3 separate regions of the Sus scrofa genome follow, and regions 1 and 3 are each linked to region 2. A link is a contact called in public Hi-C and HiChIP or PLAC-seq data. All regions are on one chromosome and are shown on one strand. The core of a region is the stretch at or near the end of the contact, and the rest is flanking DNA. Distances in the headings are between cores, read along the strand shown. Region 1 holds the start of TMEM184C (transmembrane protein 184C). Region 2 holds the start of NR3C2 (mineralocorticoid receptor). Region 3 holds the start of ARHGAP10 (rho GTPase-activating protein 10).

Region 1 (2,700 bases), core at 8-2,507, 840 kb after region 2:
TCATAATAAGAATGTGACATCAAAACCTATACAAGGGACTTTTTGCAAAACCTTTGTTGGTTAAGAGTTAATTTCTAAAGTAAAAATAAATAACAAAGTTAAACCACTTCGAATTCTTTAATTCATGAAGCTAATTAAATGCTAATAAAATTCAACACCTGGTCTTTAAGGGAGATCTAGTTAAGTCCAATATTCAAGCAGATCAGATTTCAGGAATAAAGTTACCTTACTTTCAGGGAACTGATGAATGCATGCAAAACAGTACTCTCTGAAGTAGCTATCTTAATGTATCCTATTTTCTCGGGCCTGCTTCCACCAGTAACATGCTCTGAAAAGCCGTGACCAACCAGAAATCGGACAGGTCACGTCAAGGGTTCATTACGTGACATAGTTTTCAGAATGTCAAGTCTTGAGCATCCGGGGTGAAAAACGGCTGCCTTAGATAGGCAGGACAGTAGAAGATAGGGTGGGGGGGATGGTGCAGGATCCTCCTCTTTCTTACCTCCAGTTTCTGTAACTCCCACACGCATAGGGGAACCGCAACCACTATAGACACCAGGTAGATGACCACCGCTAAAGGTCGAATCCACTGCCTCCAGTTCCTCCAAGTACAAGTGCAAGGCATGTTTTCGCACAAATCAGCTCCGAGTAGCAAGGGAAAAGAGCTCGAAGGAGATGGTAATGGGGAGCCCTGTTCTCTGACTGTTTTGTCGACTCGCATACTACGGAAAAACAGTCGTGGGGCGACTTTACCAGCAGCTCGAACCGCCTCCTCGGCCCACACTGTGCTTTCTGCTGCTGCTGCCAAAAATTCGGCCTCTCAGGGGGCTACCGCGAAGCAGGGAGGGCAGCATTCTTTCTTCCCCACCCTGCATCTATCCAGTTCTTCCGCGGTGGAGTTCCCGACAGAGCCGCTGCCCTCACCTGGGGATCGCCCAGAGCTCAGCCTGTAGCATGGCCTGGAGGGGAGTAGAGCCGAGTAAGGACCCTGTAGTCAGTTCGGTTCTGGCCAGCGGCTGCCTGCCCGCTCGCTCTTTTCTTGAGCGGTGGAGTGCTCTCCCTCCCGCGCTGGCAGGCGTATCCTCGCCGGGTTCTGCTGATAGACAAGAGGTGATAACTCAAACCCGCTGGCCCCAGGATTGCCTCACTTGTTCCCACGGGACATTCCCCGCAAGGCGGAACCCAAGGCCAAACCAGGGCTTCCGCTTCCGCTCCCGCTGTCTGAGGTTGATAATTCGTCGACAGCGCCAAGATAGGCCCACCCCATCCGGCTCACTTCCCACTTTCTGATTGGTCATTTTTGGGGGGCGGGGCCGTAGGGTGGTGGCTCGAGGTCACGAGGCTGAAAGAAGAGGTAGTGTGTGGAGGTTGTGGAATTGCTGCCAGGTGGCCCTTTGGCTCAGGAGGATTCTGAAAGCTGTGCAAATCGTTAGAGAACACTTCAGGAACCCCATACTACAGTGTTCTGCTGACTATATTCCAGCTTTAAGAAAGCCTGGGTAAGAGGCCTTTACCTTAGAGCTGAACCTTTATCTGCACAAAAGAACTTGGATTCTTTCTGGAAGTGGACAGGGGAGTTAATAAGACAGAAAAATGGGAAAGGTCCGCCTAGTTTTGTGTTAGTTCCGAGAATCTAGGGGTAGAACCACTTAGTTATTTCAGGATCCTTTGGAAACATCGTTCTAGAGAGAGCTGGATTTTAGAAGCAATACTGAATAACCTTTCCACATTTGGAAATTGTTAAAAACAGGCATACATTTAAGTTTCAAAAGGTCGATATTACAATTGACAAAATAATGTGCTTAAAGCTTTTAGCCAAACCTATAGAGCAAACAAATGGCAAGTCAGATCTAAAGCCTTTCTAAACCAATAGAACAAATATCTACTTCTCAATTAGATACACAGAAATGTCCTAAATCTGTCATTTTCTGAGGGTCAGGCACTGTACTAAAATTCCAAAAGGTAGGCAGTTTTCCGTGTAACAGAAGAGAAGGCAGATTCAAGTGGTTAAGTAATTTGGGAAGCTCCTTGAGCTAGTTAGTGGTAGAGCTGGGGTTTTAACCTTGGTATCTGATTTGAGCTGTGTTGCTAAGCATTTGGCCTGTCAGCCCCTGCCACCTGAGAATTTCTGACATGACCATATATGGACAAGAAGGCCTACAGCATTGAATATACCCAGCCTGGGATTCTCACAGAGGCACTGAGGGAAAGTAGTCTTCCCCAGCAGTACCTATCCCTAAGTCTGGAGCTTGATGACATCTGCATTTTACAACCCAGCCTCTTAATACAAACTGCCTTCTTAAAGGGAAATAGGCCTTTTGTTTGTTCTTCCTAAGCTAACCTACAAAATTGAAATAGTTATTTTAAAATTTTCTGTTCATTAAATTAATGCATTGTTAAGTTTTGGAAAAAAGGAAAAGAAAATACTCTTTACTCTACAACCAAGTATAAGAACTACTTACTTTTTTGGTATACTGTGTAGTCTTGGATATACTTCATACATAAATTGTGTCTGTGCTTTCAGCCATAGTCATTGTCGTCTATAATAATCTTCCCCATTCTTTCTCATGGGCAAATCTTTTTCACGTGATTTGTGAAATCTTCCTTGATTCCCGGCCCCCCTCCCCACCCTGGCCGTATCCTTATAGCGTTCACGTTGTGTTATAATCATTTACTTATTTGTCTTTTAAATTGAGTTTC
Region 2 (2,963 bases), core at 380-2,879:
AATCTTCAGATGAGGGAGCCGAAGATTGATCGTGGAGCTGATTTCTTTTTAGGGTGGCACAAGACCACCTCTTACAGCCAGCAAAAGGAAATTGGGAGAAGAGAGAAATTTAATGGTTCAAATATCCACAAACAAATAAAGGTTTGCCTATTAGTCATGGCAAGATTCTCCTAACATCTCTGTCGAAAGATGCTGATATACCTTCAGGAATATGGACCTCCCTGCAAGCTATTTTAGTGTGAAAAAGTTTCAAAAGAATATGTTTAAAAGCTCAGTGTTATAAACCCAAACTATTTTGAAGCACAGAAGATTAAAATTTGAGATTGGACAAGAGAAAATGCAGGAAGAAATCTTCTAGATTTCTAAAATGTTGCAGTTATAATAACCCCACTTTACAACAGAGTCTGATCCCTGAGTGGTTGTCTGTAATGGAAATTACTGATTAAAAGAGTGGTGGAGAACCTATGTAAAGAATATTTGAAGAAAACAGTTTGATAAAGGGGAAAGGAATAATCAATGCCTAACTTATCAACTTTTGTAAACTGAATTTACATTATAAAGTTTACATTAAATGAAGGGTCTTTTTCTCTAACATTTAATTATGAAAATTACAAACATACAAAAAAAGTTGAAGGAATTTTGCAGTGAACACCTGTATACGTACCTAGATCCTGCCATGAATACTGTACCATAAACATGTTTTAATCACATATCTATCCATCCTTCCATTTATATCAATCAACGCCAACCATCTATTTTTGATGAATTTCAAAATTCAGTTTTTGCAATCAGTACACTTGTCAATGATGGTTCTTTTTAAAAGTTCGCTAGATATTTATTACGTTAATTTTGAAAATTTATCATTTAATTATTTTCTTGATTTCACCTAAAGCATAGTACCTTATGAACTTAAATTCTCTCCACATAAGGGAACAGGAGAAAGGTTGTTTTGCTAGAGGCCAAATGCCACCTCGAGCCACGGGGTAGTGCCAACGCTGTGTGGGTGACAACGCAATGGACAGCTCAAGGCTAGGATCGAGGGGGAACGTGGTTGAAGAGAGGCAGTGATTGTTTTAACAGCGCAGCTCCGTGATTAACACGGTTTTGTGTGGGACGGGATTAACAACTTTCACAGCTATTTAGAAAGAAAATGGGAAAGAACCAGCAAAGGGCAGGGGGAGGGGGTCAATAAAGTCTGTAGGAAAAAGAGTGTTAAGCCAGGAAAAGGGCATGTGTGGTCAGTTCAAGGGGTTTAACTGAGTCGTAAAGGACAGCAAGCAGGGGTCTGTAAACGGTAGTGATAGCCACAAGTTCCCCCCGCCCCAATCTTCCACTAAGTGTAAATGTAACGGTGAGGTAGAAAAGGCTGGGGCTGAAGCGTCTGTCACACACGTGAGTGCTCCTGAACACGCGCACACATGCACACTTTTGCTCCGATGGGGGTGATTTGTGTGGCCGGGGGGGGAGGGGGACGTGGGACTTCTCTGGAGCCAGGAGGCGCTTGCGGCTCCGCAGGGCAGCCGGAGCCTGAGAATCCCTGGATCGCGGGTCACCGCTCCGCCCTCCGCCCCCCGCCGCGCGCCCGCGCGCCGCCAGCCGCCCTCCTGGCTCCGTCGCCCCTTTCACTTTCGCGTCGGCGTAGGTGTCTGCCCGGGCCGCGGGGGCGCGCGGGGCGGCACGGGGGCGCGCGGCGCTCGGCGAGCGGAGATGGGAGGGGGCCTGGCTCCCAGCCCCTTCCTCGGCTCGCTTCGCGGAGCTGGCGGCGGCGGCTTCTGAGCCGCTGTCACCGCGAAGGGACCGGTGGCGGCCGCCGCTCCTCGCCGCTCTCCCCACACGCCCCCGCGCGCAGACACCCGGTCCTTCCTCGGCACCCCCCCACGGTGGGGGTGGGGCAGAGGCGCGGCGAGCGGGAGACCGAGGGGGGAGAGGAGCCGTCTCGCCGGGTGGGCAGCCAGGCGGCAGGAAAAGAAACTTTTCCCTCCCGCCCCCCGCGCGTGGTCCCTAGCTCGCGTCTACCCCAGCGGCTGGGAACTGCACCTGAGGCCGGGGCGCGAGGTCAGGGCCGGGCTTTGGGGAACCGGGGGGAGGGGTGTTGGGTGACGTGCATTGGGGTTCCGTTTGCCCTCGGCCTCCTTACAGCCAGGGGCCAGGGTGGGAGGGCGGCCATCGGCACCCCCAGCCCCTGTTTCCCGCAAGCCGGTGTCTGGATGCTTTGCTGCCTCCTCCCGCTGGTGAGGGTGTGACCCGAGAAGGGGGCTGCGGCGCCGCGGGCTCCCCCTGAAGCCGCCCCCTCAACACACACTCGCCCACACACACTTACACGCTCCGTAGCCGGAGCTGTCACCGGTCACCCCAGGCCCGGGGAGGGGGCGCGGAGAGCCTGCTGCGGGGAGACCGGCGCGGGGTCATCCCGCCGGACTTCCCGGCTCACAGAGCCACCGTCGTCACCGCCCGGAGGCCAGCAGCCTCGGGAGAGGGGCCCGCTAGAGCCGCGGCCGCCGCTGCTGGGGGCGGGCAGGCACCCGCGTCCTCCTCTGCGCTATTTGGCGCCGCCGCCTTGCCTCCTCCTGCGGGGTAACAACACTACTGCTCTATTGCTCTACCCACCGTCAGTAGGGCGACTGCCGGATTATCTTCCTCTCCATCCTTACTGCCAATCCGCTAATATTGGAGTTGCTGCTGGCGGCGGAGGCAGCAGGAGTGTGGCTGCCCCCACCCACCCCCCGCCCCGCGCCCCAGCCTCCCCACCATGTCCTAGAAAAGGTGAGTGCAGCGACAGTCACTTTGCGCTGACAGCGGTGGGAGGGGGCCCGGGAATCGCAAGGCGGCCCTGGGCAAGGCACGGTCTGCGCAGAGAGCGCGGGTTCGCAAACCGAGGTGGGCTGCGGGCAGGAGACTAGGTGCCCGCGCGGCTGCCTTCGGGCAGGGGTGCTGGGCAGCAGGCGAGCAATCGCGGCGGCTGT
Region 3 (2,870 bases), core at 295-2,794, 720 kb after region 2:
TCTTTTCTTTTCTCTTTTTTTCTCTTTTTTGGCCGCCCAGTGACCTACGGAGTTCCCAGCACCATTTGCGACCTAATTGCAAACCCAAATCCTTTAACCCACTATGCTGGGCCAGGGATCCGAAACTGTGTTCTGGTGCTGCAGAGACGCCACAGACACCGTTGCGCCATAGCAGGAACTCCGAGTAGGTCTTTTTAAGACGGAAGAAGGGGGACTGATCCCTCAGAACCGGCTATGGGTTACAGGTGCGGTCAGGCTGCCCAGCGCCTCACTCAAGTTAATGCCTCCCCATTTCCAGCCGCATCACCAACTCTGTTGGAGCGCGAATTTCAGGCCACCTCTCTCCTAGAAAAGCTCTTTTCGGATAATGTAGGTACATCTTAGCCCTCCTGGCCACTTCTGAGTTGTTCAAAAGAGAGAGAGGAGAAGAGAAAAGCAGCAAGCTGGCCGGGGTGGAATTCCCTATTTGCAGGCAGTGCTGGCTCCGGCCAGAGGGCAGGCTGTCTGCTCAGCCTCACAGCCCCAATCTTTGAACCCTTCTCAGCGCAGGAGGAGGGAAGGAATGCGCGGAAGGCAGCCACAACGCCAGGTGGACTTTCTGGTTTAGCTCAGTAAGGGACCCAGGCTGAGACTGTTGGAGGAGATCTGCAAATGGCACGGAAAGTGTACGGTTTAAGGGACTTGTGAACAATTCAACACCCAGCAGGTTTTCAAAGAATCCCCAGGCAAGTTCTTGGGAGAGGTCACAAGCCAAGAAACTCACGTTTCTGTTTCGGGCCAGACAGTGAGCAGCTCTAGGGGGCAACAGAACTTGCCCGCGGGCGGGTCCGGCGGGGAAAGCAGGCGCCGGAGCCCCGGGGCTGGCGGGCGGCGCGCTCGGACGCACAGCTCCCGGCTTCAGCCGCTGCGCAGGCGAGCAGGGCAGGAAAGGGGACTCGCCCTCGGCTGCCCGGAGAGCCCGGAAGGAACGATCCCGGGGCCTCCCGGTCCCCAATGAGTCTCCCGATCCTCCGGCAGCCGGCCCTCCGGCACGGGACTGTCGGTCTCCCTCCGGGAGAGGCTCCTCCTAACCACGCCGCGCCGCAGCCCGCCCGCGCCCGGGTTCCCTCTTACTTTTGGTCGCCGCGATGAGGTTCTTCCCGTCCTTGATGAGCTCTTTGATGAACTTGTTGGTCCTCTCCAGCTCTGCTTCGTGGGCGCGGATCCTCTCCCGGAACCACGGGCTGTCGAGGTAGCAGTCGCTGAACTCCAAAGGCTGCAGCCCCATGACGGCGGCGGTCCGCGCGCACAGCCAGCCGCCCGATCGCCCGCTCGCCGAGCGCACAGCCCAAGCCGGGCTCCGGGGCCACCACCAGGTGCGGGGCCGAGCGCGCAGGAAGCGCGGGAGAAGCTAGCAGTCCCGGGCGCGCGGCGAGAGCAGCGCCGGCATGTCCCGCGGAGGTGAGGCCGGCCGCACTGAGCTGCACCGCCGAGGGGAGCGAGAACCGGGCGCCGGGATCCCGGCAGCCTCTGCCAAAGCTCCGGCGCCGCGGCCCCGCCCCGCTCGGCCCCGCGCTGCACGCCCTCCCGGAGGCGCGAGCCCGCCCCGCCCGGGCGCCTCCCGGCCCGCCCCTCTCCGCGCTGGCCGAGCGCCCTCTTCTTTTTCCTCCGCCACCTTCTTCCTCCTCTCCCTTCCTTCCCTTCCTTCCCCACGACACTTCTTCCTACTCTTCCCCACGCGCAGTGGCCCCTCCTCTTCCTTCCGAGGCTCCCTCGGTTTAGAATTTCGCCCCGCGGCTCTCCTCCAGACCCGGGCGCCACGCCTTTTCTTCGGCCCCCCTCTTCGGGGTGACTCACTATCTGCTCCCCCCGATGCAGCTTGACCCAGACCGGGAAGGGACGTCTTCAGAGCATCTCTAATCCCGCTACCCGGCGACTTAACTCAGAGGTCCGGCTTGCTAGAGGACACAAATGAGTCCGATATCCCATCCATCCTGGAGTGGACCCTGAGTTGTGAACGGCTCTCTATTTCCCATTCTCCGTCCCCATCTAAAGTAAAATGCCTGCTAAATCTCCGCTTTAGATTGAAAGCTAAGGGCGGGGAGCTGCTCTTACACTCGTCTATGTCACCACACTGACGACTTAGGGGGAAGGAGAGGGTGTCTAAATCGTGTAAGAATTGTTTCTCTTGTATTCAGCGGATTAAATTCGCTTGAATAAGTAGAGTCGATCTTTATTATTCTAAAAATAACCACTGGAACGAAGATGCCAGGTTCGGGGTAGTTTTCAGGAGGTCGGGGATGATGGTCAAATGAGAATTTGTCAATGCCCCTAGAAAAGGATATTATTCCCTTTGTCCTAAAACAACTCAAATGTGTCCCCCAAATGTTGAGACATTTTAAATTATTGAAATCCTTACCTGAAAGAAACCAATTTTTCATTAGATTAACTTTTAATAAAAGCAGCTAACAGTTTATTAAGCAATTATTATGTGCCAGGCACACACTAGTGACTCCACATACATTTTTCTACAGGCTCACAACATATGTTTACATACATAGGTCCCCTAATGATGTTAATAGTACCGAGAGACCTCAAAGTGATTCTTTAAAAGGTTCAGACTGGGAACTGGGTAATTGAGCCTCTGGACAGCTTGTGCTAGGAGTGTAACCCTCAGGAAAAAGTTAACTAAGCCTCCTACTCGATAAGCTCTTTTGTTACAAAACAGCTCTGTGAGTGGCTAACCTACAGATAAACAGATAAACATTATTGCTTTTAATGTCCATCCTCTGGAGAGTTCAAAATGTTTTACTAATAATTTTTATGGTTGAAAAGCTTGGTTCCTGCTAAAAATCAGCAGGGGACTGGAGTCTACGGAGGAGAAAATATAA

What was found. A called contact is a pair of places that touch in the nucleus more often than the background predicts. HiChIP or PLAC-seq counts read pairs in DNA pulled down with a chosen protein or histone mark.
Region 1: a contact with region 2 is called in a Hi-C map of skeletal muscle, with 5 times the contacts expected there. The contact joins the promoter of TMEM184C here to the promoter of NR3C2 in region 2. A contact is called at or near these places in 2 of 47 Hi-C or Micro-C datasets (heart right ventricle and skeletal muscle).
Region 3: a contact with region 2 is called in an H3K27ac HiChIP or PLAC-seq map of alveolar macrophages. The contact joins the promoter of ARHGAP10 here to the promoter of NR3C2 in region 2. A contact is called at or near these places in 1 of 5 promoter capture datasets (fetal skeletal muscle), 2 of 47 Hi-C or Micro-C datasets (embryonic fibroblasts and liver) and 2 of 2 datasets of contacts at active chromatin or transcription factors (alveolar macrophages and skeletal muscle).

Annotation. Positions count from the first base shown.
Region 1 is chr8:81,139,208-81,141,907 of Sscrofa11.1, forward strand. TMEM184C (transmembrane protein 184C) reads right to left here and starts at 1,258. Exons shown (of 10, transcript XM_021101527.1): 1 at 503-1,258. The coding sequence starts at 721. LOC110262145 (a long non-coding RNA gene) reads left to right here and starts at 1,334. Exons shown (of 3, transcript XR_002346744.1): 1 at 1,334-1,499.
Region 2 is chr8:80,301,543-80,304,505 of Sscrofa11.1, forward strand. NR3C2 (mineralocorticoid receptor) reads left to right here and starts at 1,630. Exons shown (of 9, transcript XM_021100657.1): 1 at 1,630-2,055. It overlaps LOC110261980 (a long non-coding RNA gene), which reads right to left and starts at 2,717. Exons shown (of 3, transcript XR_002346407.1): 1 at 2,608-2,717.
Region 3 is chr8:81,022,957-81,025,826 of Sscrofa11.1, forward strand. It overlaps ARHGAP10 (rho GTPase-activating protein 10), which reads right to left and starts at 1,545. Exons shown (of 23, transcript XM_021100659.1): 1 at 1,114-1,545. The coding sequence starts at 1,267.